Regions from separate parts of the Mus musculus genome. Here region 2 is linked to region 1. A link is a contact called in public promoter capture Hi-C data. All regions are on one chromosome and are shown on one strand. Each heading gives the region's core, a stretch centred on a gene start, on an enhancer-like site or on the middle of the called end of the contact. The rest is flanking DNA. Distances are from core to core; before and after follow the strand shown. Region 1 holds the start of Hmg20a (high mobility group 20A). Region 2 holds the start of Cox5a (cytochrome c oxidase subunit 5A).

Region 1 (5,974 bases), core at 63-2,562:
GAGGAAAGGAAATTGGCAAGAACCCATAAGCCAAAGGGCAAAGAAAAACAAATGTCTAACCCAGCCTCTCAAAATCCCAAACCCCTAAGCAACCTAGGAAGCCTGCGCACATTAGGGGCTCCCTGGCCAGAGCGTAAAGTGAGCAGGCACAGAGCCACCGGTTCCGTCCTGACTGCTGAGGCAAGGCTGAGCCTGATCCTCCAAAGTCTGGGAGTGAGGCGACCATACAGACTAGGCAGAAGCCCTTCTTGCCCCAGCCTCCACATCTCCAGCTCCTCTAAGGCTTCACTTTCCCCTGGAGCCTCGCAGCCCAGCCCCGGGAAGTCCCTAGCCGCCAGGTTCCAACTTTCCCTCCTCTGGGGGGCGCCGCGCTCCCGGGACCATCGCAGCCAGGGTAACGAGGCCTGGGCCGGTGGGGGGCATGAGAGGGCTCGCGGCGCCCGCGGGGCGCGTGGGTGGCCGGGGCACTGCAGCCCGCGCCCCGCAGGACGCACGGGCTGCCGAGCCCCTGCGGCGCCACCCAGTCCCGATCCCCCCTAGGTCCGCGTCCTCACCTCTCGGCGACCCTGGCCCCATAAGCCAGCGCGTGTGGGAAAGGGACCGGAGGGTACGTGGGCAACCCTGCCCCCGTTACCTGAGGGGAGCACAAGCCGTTGCGATATTCAGCATTGCCTCCTGTCCCGTCCCCTTTCTGGTGATCGCGGCCGCCTCCACCGAGCAACTGACACAACTAACTAACTACTCGCGGCCGCGGAGTCCACAGCGCGCTCCCGGCCGCTCTCCGTCCGCCCAGCCCACCAGTCCGCTCGCTCCTCCCAACCCTGCACGCCGCCCCGCCGCGCGCACCCTTGCCGCTTCACTTCTTCAGACCGCGCGCGCTCGCCCGCGCGTGCCCGCACCAAACCTCGGCGGTCTCCGAGCTCTACTCTCAGCCCCATGGGAGGAGTTGACAAGAGGCCACGCCTCCCTGAGTGCCAATATCCGGAGAACACGAGCTAGAGAAAGTCTGATTGGCTGAGGGGTGGAGCCAAAGCCAGGGGGCGGGGCGGCAGGGACCTTGAGTCCATGTGACGGGGAATTTGGGTTCAATTAAACGCCAGTGGAAAGAAACAGCGCAGATTTGGATTTTTTTCGGGGCCGAATCACCTTAAGTCAGCCATTCGTCTAGTACAGAATAACTATCCTCTAAGAGTCCAGTATACAGTAATTAAAATTTAAGTCCCACTATTTTTTGAGAGCCTTAGCAATGAAAATGAAAACTACATTTCCCAAGAACCTTCGCGAAAGTGTGTCTCACCTTGCGTGGTCACGTAGTCCTTCGCCGCATTGGGCAAAATAATCCCTTCATTTCTCTGAAAGTATCGGGTATAACATTTCACGTCTCTCCTCAACGGAACAATTCTCAGTATTACCACGTTAAAAGAAGTTACCTATCTGGAGGTGACTAAGTGATTAGGTAAAGAGTAAGAAAAGACACCAAAATAAAGTACTGCGGAGGAATTTCTGTCAAGCTGTGAGACGACGGAGTGAAGAGTGAAGGCGATTGCGAGGGGCTGAGGGAATTGTCCTCTGTGCAAGGGACTTTCATTAGTCCCCAGGCCCCTGCCTGCTCCTGCCGTCAGCAGGTTAGTAAGCAAGACGAGCATGGGGGTGGCAACAGTCGAGATGTCCTTCCCCCTTTGAAGATCATCCTTCTTTTGCTGCTGCTGTTATTGGTTTGTCTTGGTTTAAGGCCCACTGAATGGGGGCGCCTCACTTCCGGTTGGGGGAAGGGAGACATGCTGTCATAGGGGAGGGGGAACTGTAACTCACTTCCTGTGGGGGTAGGATGATGTTTGGGGGGTGTCCAAGCCACTTCCCGTGTTGATGAGAGCCAGAAAAGGTGTTGGTTTGTGCCATTCTCAGAGAGAGTTCCTACAGCCTTGGGGTTGTATTTTCACGTCACAAGTTCGGTTATTTCCCCAAATTATGATAATCACCAGGCCACGATCAGAATTTATGTATTTTGTTTCTGTGTGTAAATTGGAAAATCTCTCCCCAGCAAGATTGTCTTAATGCTGTCTCCAAAGAATTTTAAACACCTTGTTAAAATTCTCTGCAAGATTACATACTTTGTTATGTGACTTGTGAATTGCCCACCCTTGCACCCAAGTCAAGCTTGTCCTTAACTGAGTGAAGTAGTGTAGGCTCTACCTAGACACGGAACAGGAGCTCCTTAGCCGCTCTTTTAAGGAGGTAGTTTATAAGTTAGAGTACCGAATAGTTCACACAAATTACAGGGCATTTTCATGTTTGCAGAGGGAGAGAGTGTCATGCTGCAGTACTCCGATTTGATGTTACCGTAATAAAGGGCACTAATGTGTTACATACTTAGAACTGTTCCTTTAGGACTTAAGGATTCACCTCATGCTGGAGAAGACATCATCCACTTTAGTGTTGTTTTCATGTAGCTTTCTTGGGATGTTTATGAAAGATGCATTTTATGGTGTCTCCCCGTTTGTAATTTGAGTTTGTTACTGATTGAAAAATGAGGTCTATTTATGGTTTTAAAACCTGGCCAAAGGATGGCAAGTTCAGTGACGTACTGAGTGAGAGGAAAATGTCTCGGGAAGAACTAAAGATGAGGCAGACAGAACTTTCTGGTTTTCTATATTCTGCTTAAAACACACACACACAAACAAATAAGAAACTATATCTGAAGTAATAAGCAACTATTTTGATTCCTTGCAACACAGTATACAAGTGTATGTTTGTTGGCAGAATCAGTGTATTTGGAATGGTTTTTTAAAAACTTTGGCTATCAGGTGAACCTAAAATTGCATTGTCTTCCAATATTAAGGTGCATGTATTTCTAATTTCATAGTTTGCACTTACAATAGAAAATATTTTAAACTAAATGTGAAAATAAAAATACTTTAACCTTAACATGAACATTAAAAAAATATTCTTGGTCATTCTAGAAACACCAGGACTGGCACACATATGTGCTCACAGAGACTGTAGCAGCAGGCACAGAGCTGCACAGGTCTACACCACATGGAGTCCTAGAGCAGAAAAGAGAGGTAGACACATGTGCCCATCCCTAACCCAGAAGCTATCTCCAATTTATAGCCATTTACAAATGAAAAATTACTTTTCTCCAAAGTAGTCTCACTGAAGAAACGCTCTTAAGGGTAGGCCCCATGGCCATCACAATATGAACTCAGCAAATCTTTGGAGGTTCCATGTATTTTTTTCTTTAACCTTATGTTTTTTGTGTAAATGTTATGGCTTCCAATTTGGGTTTAGGGTGTGTCTCTGCATCTATGAGTTTTGTGTGCTTTTTCTTTGGCTCTTTTTCTTGTTTGTTTTGCCCTATTCTGATAGTGTGTTTTATTGTATTTTTTCCTTGGATGCCTGTTTGTTTTCTAATAGAGACAGAAAGGGGGTGAGTTCAGATGGGAAGCGTCAGGAGTGGGGAAGCTAATCAAAATATGTTGTATGAACAAAATCTATTTTCAATTAACAGGAAAGAATTATTTTTAGGCTGGAAGTATAGCTAAGTGGTAGAGCACTTGTCTACTGTATGTAATATGAGCCTCTGGATTTGGGGTTTGATCACCAGTACTAACAGGAAAAAAAACAAAAACAAAAACAACCCAACCTGTCTAATTTTGGTGGTGCACGCCCTTAATCCCAGCACTCAGGAGGCAGAAGCAGGCGAATCTCAGTGAGGTCCAGGCAACCTAGTTTACATAGCGAGTTCCAGGCCAGCCAGAGGAACACAATGAGACCTTATCTCAAAAATAAATGACATATCAGTCTGGTCGGCTTGGAATGGCGCTGAGTGCTAGAGCACCACCTGCCTCCTATGTAGGGGCTTCCATTTCAGCCCCAACACCACCACCATCACCAAAAATAACATTTCTGAGGTGCTAAAATCAGTATTTGAAAGGCTACAAAATTGCTGCAGTAGTTAATTTTAAAAAGACAAGAAAAATATTGTCTATGGTTATTCATAGAGGTTAGGGACATGTACACTGCACCCAGTGGCTGTGAACTGACAAGGAAGTGAGTGTGCAGTATCTTCTCCATGAATGCACAAGGCTAGATAGAGTCACCCTGAACAGTTAACGCTAGTGTTAGGAATTGGAACAGGGAGGGACTAATCGAGAAAGTGAGAAAATAACGTCTTAATGTTGGTTGCGATTCAGTAGTACTGCCTTCTGGGAACAGTTTTGGAAAGCAAAGGAGTTTATGAAATTGATCCTGAAGATATTCTGTGGGAGGCATGCAAGGTAATAGAAATAAGACAAATTGCTGTGGCAAGGTATGTGCAGCTTGAAGAACTGTCTGTGGAGAAGAAAGCAATATAGAAAGTACCTATCAGGAAGATGCTTTGTGCTAAGTGACGGTTATTCATTGGTCCCATCAAAGAAGAATTATTAGGTACGCTGCTGAAAAATAGAGAAAGGAAGCCTACGTGGCCTATTCCTCCTCCTCTTTAAAGAATGTTTCTGTGGAAGGGCTTATCTCCTCCCAAGGGATTTTCCCATAATGCCCCTTTGTTGCTTTTTAAAAATCTATCCCTAGTGTCAAAATTAGGAAAAGAAAAGCCATTTGCAAACATACTGTTACTTCTATGATAGAGAAGTCGTTGATTAGAGTATTTTGATTAAGTAACTATTTTCTTTTCCTTAAAGCAGGCATGGCATACACTGCTCAGAGCAGTTTGAAACATTAAGACAGTAAGCCAGAATCCTGGAGCCCATCTCATTGGAATTTGATTATCTGCACAGATGCTACATAGCTCAAAAGTCTCTCCACATCCTTTTGTTTACCCTGTCCTGTAAAGCTAACGCTAGTGTGTTATAACCTGGGCTATAACCTGCGGCTTCACTTGGTACCTCCGTGGTGGTGGTTTTGGTTTCTGCTTTGTAGCTGAGGGCTAAAAGGAGCAGTCGAGCAGCTTAAATGATTGTACCTATTTCTTTGCTGTCTTTTATTTCTGTACTTTCATATGTATTTAAATGAAAATTTAGCTTACATGGTTTTTCATTATTTCAACAAACACTGAATCCTGCTATGTATCAGTCACGATCTCACTTCAAGAACAGAAATTACAAATACCCTTTTTCTCTTGGGGCTTACTTCCTAGCTGATAGATCAAAGCTAGAATTTTGCTTGCTTGGTGTTTTGGAATGAGATGTTATCAGCACTATTCAAGCTGGACTAAGATGCATCCCTAAGTTTGCTATCTCTTGATTTCTAAGCCATTGTAGAACTTGTTTTGAATATTTCCTTTACTGTTACATGCTTCACAGTCTCACTGCTTAACTTGCCTTGTACCGTGTTTGAGTGAATAACGGCAGGGAAAACTGGAGCTCCGAAAGGCCTAGACTCAAAGCTAGACTTTGTGTTTCATTGGCTTCATCAGCTTGAGCAGTTAGCTTCTGTGCGCCTCTCTGCTCTGACTGTGACTCCTTGGTCAAAGGGGGAATTACATGGGAATCACTTGGTGTAGTCCTGGGGTTGGAGCTTAATGAACGTTATTGTTTAACCCCAGGCTTGCCTCAACTATGCAGGCTGCTGGGATCCACCTCTTTTGAGCCACACAGAATATTGTAGTAGATTCATTGACATCCTGCCGTCTGTCTTCTGTCAGCATGCTAAGTAGTCAGAATTGTGTTTGTTTCTTGTGAGAAAAAAAAAAATCACTAATCTCGATTGTTTTACAAATTATGCCTTATAGGAAAGTTTCCGGGCGGGGGTGGGGGGTGGGGTGGGGATGAAAGAGTCATCTAAGTAAATTGTTTTAGGAAGACCTTCAACTCATTTTGCTAACTACTAAGGCCTCTCACACTGTCAGCATGTCTTTCATCATCTGTCTGTACATTTGAAACTGGATGCTGGCTGAGGGGAACCTCTGTCCTCTGCCTCTGTCTCACTTTGCTCCTGTTTTCCTCTGACATACTGTCACTGTTCCTAGAAATTC
Region 2 (5,871 bases), core at 196-2,695, 1.1 Mb after region 1:
ACTTTCTTCCTTAAATTGTTTCTGTCACATATTTTGTTGTATCAATTTAAAAAGTAACTAAGAGCTGGTGAGCCAGCTCCTTTAATCCCAGCATTCAGGAGGCAGAAGCAGACAGGCCTCTGTGAGTTCAAGGCCTGGCAGGGCTACTATGAAACCTTAGTGTTCTATTGCTGTGAAGAGACCACAGCAACTCTTATAAAAGTAAGCATTTAACTGGGGCTGGCTTACAGTTTTAGAGATCAGTGTCCATTATCATCCAGGCAGAAAGCACGGCAGGAATGGTACTGGAGAAGTAGCTGAGAGTTCTACATTTGAAGGTAGCAGGAAGAGAGAGACTCTGAACCTTGCATGGGCTTTTGAAACCCCAAAGCCCACCCCCAATGACACACTTCTTCCAACAAGGCCACACCTTCTAATCCCTCTCAAATAGTGCCACTCTCTGATGACCAAGCATTCAAATATATGAGACTATGGGAGCCATTCTTATTCAATAACTACCACACCTTATAACCAAAAATAAAATTAAGATAACTAACATATGTCCCATAATTGGCTCAGAGAAGTCAAGATTAGGAAAGCCAATTCATGGATTCATACTCGTTTAATCAAGGTACATTTTTTTCATTTTTCGTTTACTTATTCATCCGTGCCTTCATTTCATTTGTAAAGTTTATTTACATGTATGTGTGTGAGTATATAGCACAGCACAATGTGGGTACTTGTGATGTCCAGAAGAGGGTGTCAGATTCCCTTGGAGCGGGAGTTACAGACAGTTGGGAGCCACCTGATGTGAAGTAAACGTGAGTCCTCTGAGAGCGCAGAAAGTTAATAAACTATTAACTACTGAGCCACAGAAAGCACTTTATCCACTAAACCGTCTATCTTCCTAGACCCTAAACAACGTAATTTTTGAGTCGGTTTCCTAATGGGTAAAAGTAAATAATTGGGCTTTAGTGGGTGGGGGAGGATCATGTGACCCAGGCTGTCCTTGAATCCCCTTTCCCCCTGCCTCCAAAATGTTGATTATTGTCTTGAGTCACTACTCCCAGTATGATTTTTTTTTTTTCTGAGACTCAGGTTGCATAAGAGAGCCTGAAATTCCTAATACTTAGCCTGTAGAGGGCTAGAATTATAGCATACACCAACGCGCGGGGGCAAAGCGGTTATTCTTATTATAGTTTGCCGTTATTATCGCTACAATTCCAAATTGTGATAGTCTCCTCTGTTGGCGATTCCAAATCCACATTGTCCATTGCTCACCCTGCCTTTCCTCCCACGCAGGAATGTTCACTACGGTCACCCGGGTCATCGGACCAGCTTTGGCGCGGCGCCGACGTGGTTTGTCCTCCACGGCCGCCGTAGCCGCCGGCGACCGCATGGCGCCCCACCCGCTTCCGTAGGCGCGAGCTCCGCAGTGGGCCGGCCTTATGCTCCGCCCAGCGTGCGTCGCTGCGTGAGTCCGGCCCCCGCGAACTGCTGTACCGCCCGCGAGCTCACACCGGCTTCTCGTCAGCCTCAGCCAGTGCGCTGTGGTCGCCGTCATGCTCGCCGCTGCCCTCCGTCGCTGTACCGCAGCCGCGGCTGCCCGAGGCCTCCTGCACCCCGCCTCGGCTCCCAGCCCCGCCGCCGGTAAGGTCCGCGCCCGCCACAGCCCTCGCTCGCGTGTCCTTGCTGTGACCTGGGCTCCCGCCGCCACTCGAGGGCAGGCTCCCTGGCGGCCTAGCCTTTGCCCTGCGAGCCGGCATTGGAGCCCGGTGACCGCAGTGCGTCCGCGGCCGTCTGGAGTCGTGTAGGAGACTCCTCCGGGCCTCCCTCCCCGCCACTTCCTGATGCCGAACCCGCGGCCAGTCAGGTGTGTGGACTTGCCGGGGTCGCCGAGGACGAGCTCAGCACTTCCTTTCAGTCTCTGGGCCGTGACCGTTCCCTGCGCTGACCCCGCAGCCACCTGACCGGGAGTGGCCCCCGCCGGCCTGCGGCATCTTGGCGAAGGTGACATTGAGCCTCCGGGCGCGCCGCCCGCCTCTGCGTTTCCTAGAACACAATTTGATTCCCCAGTGGGACACAATACCCTTTTAGCCCTGATCAGGCAATTCTCTGCTGGCATTTTTGTGTCACCTTCATAACTGGGTACGGCCACGTTTGAGGACTGTTGAGCCACATTTTAGCCCTGCGTTTCAAATAGATAATTTAAAGTGTGGTTTCTTGCGGCTTGTAAGAGAGCCTGAACATTGACAAATATTAATGGAAAGAATGATAACGTTTACAAGATTGGGTACCAAATACTGAGGAATACTGGGTGTACAAACATGGGAAAGCTTCGTGGATTCCCCTCCACCCGTTTAAAATGAGAAGCTTCAGTGCTGACTTATGAAGTATTATGTTTGGTTGCTTGTTTCCCCTTCTGTGTGATCAGGAGATTTTGTGTCCCATCACTGTCCACCCCCATTGCTGAGGGGGAACCAAGGGCCCTGCATTGCTAGATAATTGCTCTGCCACTTGGTGTGTTCTCAGACCCTCTCCACTTAGCACGGTACATCTATCTTACTTTTGGTTTTGTTTGGTTGTGGTATGTGTCAGCTGTGTAGCCTGGCTGTCCTGGAACTCTTTGTAAACCAGGCCGGCATCGGCCTAAAATAAATAGGAGTATTTTATTTTAGAAACAGGGCCTCTATAGCCCAGACTAGACTAGAACTCAGAATGGTACTAAAAGGGCTATCGAGGAACTTATTGCATTCCTCTTGCCTCCTAAGTGCAGGGATTAACCTTGGGAGCCACCACACCCGGCACAGGCATTATACTTTAATCACAGTAGTTGTGTGCTTGGATCCTGGTCTGAGATACATTAGTGTTTTATGAGATTTAGTTCATGTGTGTAGATATAAAAATAACTTAGCCAGGTACGTTGGGACCAACACTCACAGGGAGGTTTAAAAAAGAAAAAGAAAAAGGTGGATCTCTTTGTGTTCCAGTCTAGCCATGGCCTCACACACAAAGAAGGGCCTCAGACACTCCAAAATTGTTTCCTTGATTACTGGAACCTAAAGAATTTTTTTTTGGCTTCATTTAGTTTGTCTTTTGTAAGGCATTGTATTAACAACAAGAGAGTCGACTGTAGGGAGTTTAGGATTTTTTGGTGGGAAGAGGTTAGATAGCATCTTAGATAGTCAAGGGTGGACTCAAAAGTAGCTGTGTAGTCATGATCGTCCTCCTGCATCCACCTCTGGAATGCCTAGGACCACGGGTGTGTGCCACCACACTCAGCTTTGGAATGCATTTAGGAAACCTGGGGAGTGCAAGGGCTCATAGGTTAAGAGTACTTGTCATTGCAAAGGACCCAGGTTCGATTCCCAGCACCCTTTTCTGACTTCCTTATGCACCCCACAAGAAGTACATACACATAATGCAGGCAAAAATACATAAAAAGTAAAATCAAAAAGAGAAACCAAGTAGATGCTCATATTTTACAGAAGAAACTGATGCCTACCTTGGGAAACTGACCTTTTTGTTAGTGATGGAGCTATTTTCTCTTTCTCAGTTAAATTTGAGTTATCCTGCTGCTTTTTTGTGTCTTATTTGCTAAGGCAACAAATGCTTTTTTTTCTTTTCCCATATAGATAAATATCTCGAGATTTTTTTATTTCTGACTTTTGAGTTGGGGTACTGTCTGGAATTGACTGTGTGATTAATGCTAGCCTCAAATTTGTAGTAGCCCTTCTGCCTCTGCCTCCTGAGTCCTGGGATTATAGGTGTAACACCATACACACTTAGCTGAGATTATACGTGTACACACACATGGTTTCTCTGTGTACCCCTGGCTGTCCTGGAACTCACTCTGTAGACCAAGCTGGCTTCAAACTCATAGAGATCTGCCTGCCTCTGCCTCCCAAGAACTGGGATTAAAGGCATGGACCACCACCCAACTAAAATATTTTTAAAGGAAATTTTCTGCTTTTTCTTTTATTTCTCTTTTTTGGGGGAGAAGGAGCATTGAACTTTGGGAGTTTCTTATGAAACAGGGAAATTTTCTTCCTTTTTTTTCTTTTAAGGAAGTTCTGAAAAGGACTACAGTTTATTGTTATTTAAGTTCTTGTCTAGATTTCTCTTCCAGGCTTTCTATTCACCCCCTGGTGTGCAATTCAGAAACAAAGGCTTTTAGGTGATTCTCCTTTATACCTAAATACTTCCACAAGGGGGCAGTATTGGTTGTAAATAGTGTCTCTTTAGCTGTGTGACCTTGTATACTAATTGATCTTAAGCCTTTCTAAAGTTAAAATAATGTTTTTGGTAGCTCTGAAGTTTACATTTGATACTGCAACTCTTGCCTGGCGCAAAGGCTTAATATGGTCATGCCTTGCTAAATAATAAAATGGAGACTGCTAGGTACCTCTTGCACATTAATCAATTTTGTCACTGGATGTCTTATAGGCTATTCCATACCTAGGCTTTGAAGTCGGGTTCACGTGTCCTATATTTGGTTCATGGTTGGCAGAAAATTTCTAAACATACTTGGTTTATTGTGATGCACTTCATTTTTAGGTTGAGACTTGTTACTGGTATGAGATCGTTTTTGTAATGGACAGTGAAAAAGGCAAGCAGGGTGTGGTGGCACATGTGCCCTCAGTCCCAGTGCTTAAAACGTGGGCAGATTTTTGAGTTCCAGTCTAGCCTGGACTAACAGCACAGCCAAGGGAGATGTGGGGAGCAGGAGGAAGGAGAGGAGGAGGAGGAGGAGGAGGAAGCTGGACATGGTGGCTTACAGCTAGGGTGGCTGAAGAAGCCAGGAAGAAGAGCAGGTTAGTGTGGTGTACAGAGTTGAAACCCTGTTCCAATAAAAGGAAGAGATGTGGCAGGGTGGTTGTGGTGGTTTTGGGGTGCATCCTCTGTTAGCAGTTTTTCAACCTTCCTAGTGCTGCAACCCTTTAACACAGTTCCTCATGTTGTGGTGACCCCCACATAACAGTTATTTCATTGCTACTTCATAGCTGTATTTTTGCTACTGTTATGAATTGTAATGTATATATCTGGTGTGCAAGATACCTGATATGGGACCAGTGGGGGTCCAGACCCATAGGTTGAGCTACTCTATAGCTCTCTTAAGCTAGGCTTGTAGGATTAGTTTCCCTAGCCAGTTTGCGCTGGGAATCCTCTGCCTTCTGGGAGCAGAATTATAGTTGGGACAGCATGTACACCTAGCATTTTATGTGGGCCTAGGTAGCCAAACTCTGCTGAGCCATCTTCCCAGTTCCTGATTTCTTTCCTTTCCTTTCCTTTCCTTTCCTTTCCTTTCCTTTCCTTTCCTTTCCTTTCCTTTCCTTTCCTTTCCTTTCTTTTCCTTTCCTTTCCTTTCCTTTTCTTTCATTCATGGGCAGGGTCTCATGAGCTCAGGCTAGCCCTTGAATCTCAGGATGCCCTTAAACTCCTAAGTTAATGTTTTAAATAAAACTCTAGTCAACCCTTGAAATTATAAAATCCTGGCATCCTTACCCTGAGAGCTTGAAAGACCCTGAAGGGTGGAAGATAGGTGTTTGTTTGTTTGTTTGTTTTCTTCTTCTCTTGGTAAAATGCTGAGTTTAAGTAGCATAGCACTTTGTATTGCTTGCTAGTGCTTAACCTTATGTCCTCAATCAAGGTCTGTGTCTGGCTTTGCGCCCTCAATCACCCTGGTGTCTAACTTGTTAATGCAACTTGTATATCATTTGCTTCTGTCCCTCATTCCTAGAATTACCAGTGCCAAAAGGGACTATTCTTGGGACCTTTTGGCCTGATTATCAAGCAGAAAACTATCTGTTTTAACCAAATGTGAACACAAAAGATTAATGAGCCCCTTACTTTATTTATTTTTCTAAAGTCATAGTGTTGGCTTTTTCTAGG

What was found. Promoter capture Hi-C pulls out the DNA fragments that hold promoters and counts their contacts.
Region 2: a promoter capture Hi-C map of erythroid cells shows a contact between it and region 1, with 24 times the contacts expected there. The contact joins the promoter of Cox5a here to the promoter of Hmg20a in region 1. A contact is called at or near these places in 1 of 39 promoter capture datasets (erythroid cells) and 1 of 115 datasets of contacts at active chromatin or transcription factors (pancreatic cancer cells).

What each region holds. Positions count from the first base shown.
Region 1 is chr9:56,417,307-56,423,280 of GRCm38.p6, forward strand. Hmg20a (high mobility group 20A) reads left to right here and starts at 1,313. Exons shown (of 10, transcript NM_025812.3): 1 at 1,313-1,625. Peak1 (pseudopodium-enriched atypical kinase 1) reads right to left here and starts at 744. Exons shown (of 7, transcript NM_172924.3): 1 at 635-744.
Region 2 is chr9:57,519,787-57,525,657 of GRCm38.p6, forward strand. Cox5a (cytochrome c oxidase subunit 5A) reads left to right here and starts at 1,446. Exons shown (of 5, transcript NM_007747.2): 1 at 1,446-1,629. The coding sequence starts at 1,542.